2 separate regions of the Rattus norvegicus genome follow, and region 2 is linked to region 1. Evidence: chromatin contacts called from public Hi-C data. All regions are on one chromosome and are shown on one strand. Each heading gives the region's core, a stretch centred on a gene start, on an enhancer-like site or on the middle of the called end of the contact. The rest is flanking DNA. Distances are from core to core; before and after follow the strand shown. Region 1 has its middle 90 kb from the start of Xcl1. Region 2 has its middle 47 kb from the start of Tbx19.

Region 1 (2,700 bases), core at 130-2,629:
AGCCCATGTTCTGCCTCATGACCATTTTCTACTGAAATGGTGTAATGAGATTTGTAGACTTTCCCTTGCCTTTCAGGCTTTGAAAGGAAAAGCTTCCCCCACTGGCACTCATTTCCTGGCTCCTTCTCCAAGTCATTCATTACTCCTGTGTTTTAGCCCAGCACCTGTCGATTTCCTTGAGGGTTTTTTTCTTTCTGTTCTGTTCTGTTGCCTTCAACAGCTTGCTTTGTGAAGTCATTTTCCTAACTAATTAAATCACCACTCGCAGTAGATCTGGGCTTTGGTACAACACTGAGTAGCAAGTGAGGAGCACAGATGTGCCATAGAGGTGAGGCTTGTAGAATGAATGGCTGTTGTGACGACAGATAGCCTCCTTATGACGCGTGAAATTGAAGCATGTAATTAGTTCATTTAAACCTCAATGGCATGAAGATTTTCCTTTAGGTAAACCCTTTTTATGATTCCCACCTTACAGAAAATGAATGCGAGGCACCATGGTCCCATGAGGCTCTGTGGGCTGTGCATGAGGCCAACTCTGGTAGAAATCGAGGCACTGTGTGTTTGTGTTTCCTGTCCATACCTATGCAGCTGCATCTCTCTTCTCAAGCTCAATTCTCAGTGGCAGGATAACAGCACAGGCAAGTAGAGACCACAACTGGATGCAACTGCTTTCTCTTGTTTTAAGAAATGACCACCCAGAAACACCAGGGACTCGTGTCAGCTGCAAAACCATTTATGCTACGTCTCATCTGTTTATTAGGAGTGACTGGAAATAAAGCCCTTATCTGGGCATCATAGGGCATGCCTGCTACCCCAGCCAGCAGGAAATAGAGGCAGGATTGTGAGTTTGAAGATTCATTGGGCTTTTTCTCGACAGAAAGAAAGGAAGAAGCAAACAAGTGAGAAATGAAAACTTTCAAATAGTAAGACTTGATTCGTTCTATCTATCTATCTATCTATCTATCTATCTATCTATCTATCTATCTATCTATCTGCTTCATGCAGAGAGGGTTCAGAGACAGCAGGTGGCGCTCCTTCTCCTGGAACAGATGGCTCCCTGCAGTTTTCCTTCAGACTGAGCAGGGGATGGATGCAAGCACTCTAAGGGCTTGGCAGCCTTTAGGTACTCAAGTGGAACAGACAAAAATTAGCTGCTCATAGCTGTTGGCCAGATGTAAGCATCCTAGGACCTGAACACACCCAGAGGCTGTAGCTGGGCTTGGGCTACTGCACTGGGTGGGTGGGCATGGTCCCTTTCCCATGATCTTACCTAGTGACTGTTTCTAAGGTCTTCAGCTAAAGACACCTTCTGTATCTTTCTGAGCTTTCGACTGTGATGGAGGAGAGTCACACAGCCTCTCAGTATGGTAATTCTGCTGCCACAGGGAGCTGGGAGCTGACTCAGAGGTAAAGTGCTTGCTGAATAAAGATGGGAACTGGAGGAATTTGGATCCTTAGTGTCCATGGAAACACTAGGTGAGTGTGGATGCCTTCCTATCTCAGTGATGCTTGAGAGGCAGAGACAGGGGATCCCTAGAGGACGAAGGCTGACTAGACCAGTTGAGTTCTTGAGCTCTGAGTTCAAGTGAGAAACCTTGTCTCAATGTATAAAGTAGAGAGTAAGCAAGGAGGATACTCAGTATTAACTTCTGGCCTAAACACACACACACACACACACACACACACACACACACACACACACAACCTGTACATACATAAAAACACACATACATACATAGATGTACATACCACACACAGAACAAAAAAAAAAAATAGACTTATCATGGGCCATATAGAAAGGTGAGGAATTAGGTTGGGGATTTGGTTCAGTGGTAGAGCGCTTGCCTAGGAAGCGCAAGGTCCTGGGTTCGATTCCCCAGCCCCCCAAAAAAGAAAAAAAAAGAAAGGTGAGGAATTCGGGTTTGATGTTGAGTGAGATGATGTCACCTGGGGGGAGGGTGTGTAAGGAAGGTAGGATCCTGGAAGGCTATTCTTGCCCAGAAGAATGGGGTTTTACTTGAGAGATGTTGGACATCTCAAGTAGAAAATACCTTATATTAGTTTCCCTTCCAGGACAAATTAAGAGATGCCCTCTGCCCCAGGAATAGTACCAAACGATTCCACAGTGGAGGGAAGTGTCCACTGAAACAGAAATGATGGAGCTGGTAAGGTCACTTGGCTTCAGGAAGATCACTTATCAGTGGTCCTCAGTTGATCATGGTTAATGACTGGTGTGTGTGTGTGTATGAGAGAGGAGAGTGTGTGCACACACAAGGGATTATCAAAATGGTGTTGCTTACAGGAGAGAACTGTATGAGGCAGGGCAGAGTCAATCATGGGAGTTCCGCACTTCCAGTCCCATGGTCAGCGTTGAGGAAACCATGGGAGCTGACTCTCCCCCACTGAAGTTCATATCTTCTAGCTTTGGGGGCAACTTCAGTCAAATTCTAGTGGACAGACAGAGTGAGCTTGTCCTTTGCTCCTGGAAGCACTGGAAATATATAGTAAATTGGAAAGGAGGCATGGCTCATGAGTGGTAGTGATGAAGGAATTGGTGGTGGTGGTGGTTGTGGTGATGGTGGTGGCAGTGGTGTGTGTGTATGTGTGTGTGTGTGTGTGTGTGTGTGTAAAACTCTGCCCCCTACCTAGAAGATGTGGCCATTACTATTATCAGCAATCATCAGCTGCCAAGAACACCTG
Region 2 (2,700 bases), core at 125-2,624, 84 kb before region 1:
ATTGACCCTTAGCTTTGGGAGGTTGTGGCAGGAAGAACTTGAGTTCAAAGCCAGCCTGGGCCTCATAGTAAAATTTTGTTTAATGGACTTATGTAAGTTTTCAGCAAAATTTGGGGCTCTGTGAAGCTAACACTTAAGCTACAAAGAATATCTTACCACATACATGTACATACATATACATATATGTTTACACACATGTATGTATGTATGTACATATGTATGTATGCCCCTTCTCTTTATTTCTTCAGGGTAAGTTCCACTGGGTGAGCTGACAAGAGTAAAGCTTGTGAGTTTATAACCTGAGTCTGGCAGCTCATGGCTACGACCTCAGCATCCAGGAGACTAGGACAGGAGCGAGTGTGAGGCCAGCCTGGGTTACAGAGGGGTCGGTGGGGGATGTGGGGAGGTCTCACTTTCCTTTTGGGAAGTGATTTGGTATCTTGTAGGCTACGCATGCCATAGTAGATGGCTCTACATCCATGACTATGTGCTCAGAACATAGACTTAGGGGTTATTATTGTTAAATTTAGTGTGTGTGTGTGTGTGTGTGTGTGTGTGTGTGTGTGTGTATGTCTGTGTATGTCTGTGTGTGTGTGTCTGTGTGTGCCTCTGTGTGTATGTGTGTGTATCTATGTGTGTGTCTGTGTGTGTATGTATGTGTGTATATGTGTGTGTGTCTGTGTGTGCATGTGTGTGTCTGTGTGTGTATGTGTGTGTGTATGTGTGTGTATCTATGTGTGTGTCTGTGTGTGCCTGTGTGTGTATATGTGTGTGTGTCTGTGTGTGTGTGTATATGTGTGTGTGTATCTATGTGTGTGTCTGTGTGTGTCTGTGTGTGTATATGTGTGTGTGTGTGTGTGTGTGTGTGTGTGCTTGCCTGCATGCATGTTTATGTACCACACGAGTGCTTGATGCCTGTGGAGGTCAGAAGTGAGTATTGGATCCCTGGAACTGTAGTTACAGCAGACGGTGAGCCATCTCGCAGGTGCTGGGAACTGAACTTGATGCTTCTGCAAGAGCAGCCCGTGTTCTTAACTGCTGAGCAGTCTCTCCGGTCTTGCTGCTGCCACTGCTGCCGCTAACGAGGATAACACAACAATATGAAGACAGACAGAAGGGTTCGGGGTTCCTGGAAGAATTGGAGGGAGGTAGTGTGAGGTGGGTATGACCAAAGTGCACTGTATGCTTAAATGGAATTTATAATGAATAAATAAAATATTATTAAAAATCAGACTACAAAGGAGTTATAAAATTTGTTATTGGCTTGGCAGTTGCTTTGCAGGAACTTTTCAGAATACAGTCCCAATTGAACCTATGACAAGAGCTAAATGCATGCTCCCTCATGGCCCAGGAATGCCTACTGGCTGAGTCACTGGCCTTGCCAAGTTTCTCGAAGACAGATCAGGGGAGGGGGCTGGTGAGTTGGTGGCAGCTGTGGGGACAGTGATCTGAAGCTGCACTGTGACCCACACAGAACATAGAGTGTGTGCTCCTGCTGTAGTGCTTTGAAAGGAAAGGAAAGGACACTAGACTCTAGACCTAAGGAAACGTGCTAGAGAGATGGGCACCAGGGAGGAGAGGAAATTATAGGTGTAACGGACAGGGGCTTTGGGAACCTTGTTTGGATTCAATATTCGCCCTGCATAGAGAAGCTGACTCAAGATTAAAGAACTAACACTCCACCCCAACCCCCCACCCCGACTCTCTTCTGATTTCAGTCTCCTATTATTTATTTATTTAGTTATTTATTTATTCTCCAATCAATCCAAAAAGGATCTAATACACATCCCTTTTGCTCCAGAACCCGTGGCGTCTGCATAGTGGAGGCCCGGGCATCTGGCTTCTCTCAACCCTGGTGGTGTGCTCTGCTGGGAAACGTGTAGATACAGTTTTAGAGGGAAGGTACCACAAAGCAAGCAGGAGATAAGTGGGCCATTGGCAAAGATAACGTTCAAGCGCCCTCTTCTGGGAGAGATTAGGAGTATTTTTAAATTGCACGATCACTGCCCACAGGAATATAAGAAACCGACACCATTTTCGACCCTTTAAAACAAGGTAATAGATTTGTGAGCTCAAGGAAGCCATGAGTAGAGGATATTGGAACCATCTCAGCTTGGGATTTGGGAATGTGTGTCCCTGCCGTGTTCTTGGAGAAGAACGTGGAACATGTAGTAGCAGCTGGATGCCACTGGGGTCAGATGTAACCAGGTTTTCTTTTTAGCTTAAGGGACGGTCTAGCTGAGGCGGAGTACTCACTCCGTCCTTAAGCCTGGCTTTCCCACGCTCAGTTTCTTGTCTATGACATGGCCGGGAGTGTGGGGGCTGTGGCACGTTCTTATAATCATATAATCTGAGACAAAGCTCAGGGGGAATTCAGTAACCGATAGCTGGATGGAAATTTTAAAATCATCCAGAAGCGGGAAGAGTAGGTTTGAAACAAAGAAGATGAAGTGAAATGTCATGGTTCTGGGGGGGAAAAGCAACTGTCTAAATATAGATTAGAACTGTTCACAGGAAAAGCTGCGAGGACTCAGGGGGTTCCAGTGTCCAGATTCAGGGCAAAGACACTTGCCTGTGTGGGCCTGGCCGACCCCCAGGCGCCCTGCACTCCCATGGAGAATGAGGTGTATGCTCAGAGCAGGTCTCCAGGACCCGCAGCAGACAGAAAGCAGACGGTGATAATACACCGTGGCTCGCCTT

What was found. A called contact is a pair of places that touch in the nucleus more often than the background predicts.
Region 2: a Hi-C map of the A7r5 cell line shows a contact between it and region 1, with 4 times the contacts expected there. The contact joins two enhancer-like sites. A contact is called at or near these places in 4 of 12 Hi-C or Micro-C datasets (the A7r5 cell line, the Rat2 cell line, Schwann cells and 1 more).

What each region holds. Positions count from the first base shown.
Region 1 is chr13:79,874,235-79,876,934 of GRCr8, reverse strand. No RefSeq gene overlaps it. Among named protein-coding and RNA genes, the nearest start is that of Xcl1, 90 kb to the right of the region's middle. Within about 2 kb of position 1,379, at least 4 of the 93 cell types and tissues checked have an H3K27ac peak or open chromatin away from gene starts, as enhancers often do. A contact at or near this core is called in the A7r5 cell line, where this site is marked.
Region 2 is chr13:79,957,880-79,960,579 of GRCr8, reverse strand. No RefSeq gene overlaps it. Among named protein-coding and RNA genes, the nearest start is that of Tbx19, 47 kb to the left of the region's middle. Within about 2 kb of position 1,374, at least 11 of the 93 cell types and tissues checked have an H3K27ac peak or open chromatin away from gene starts, as enhancers often do. A contact at or near this core is called in the A7r5 cell line, where this site is marked.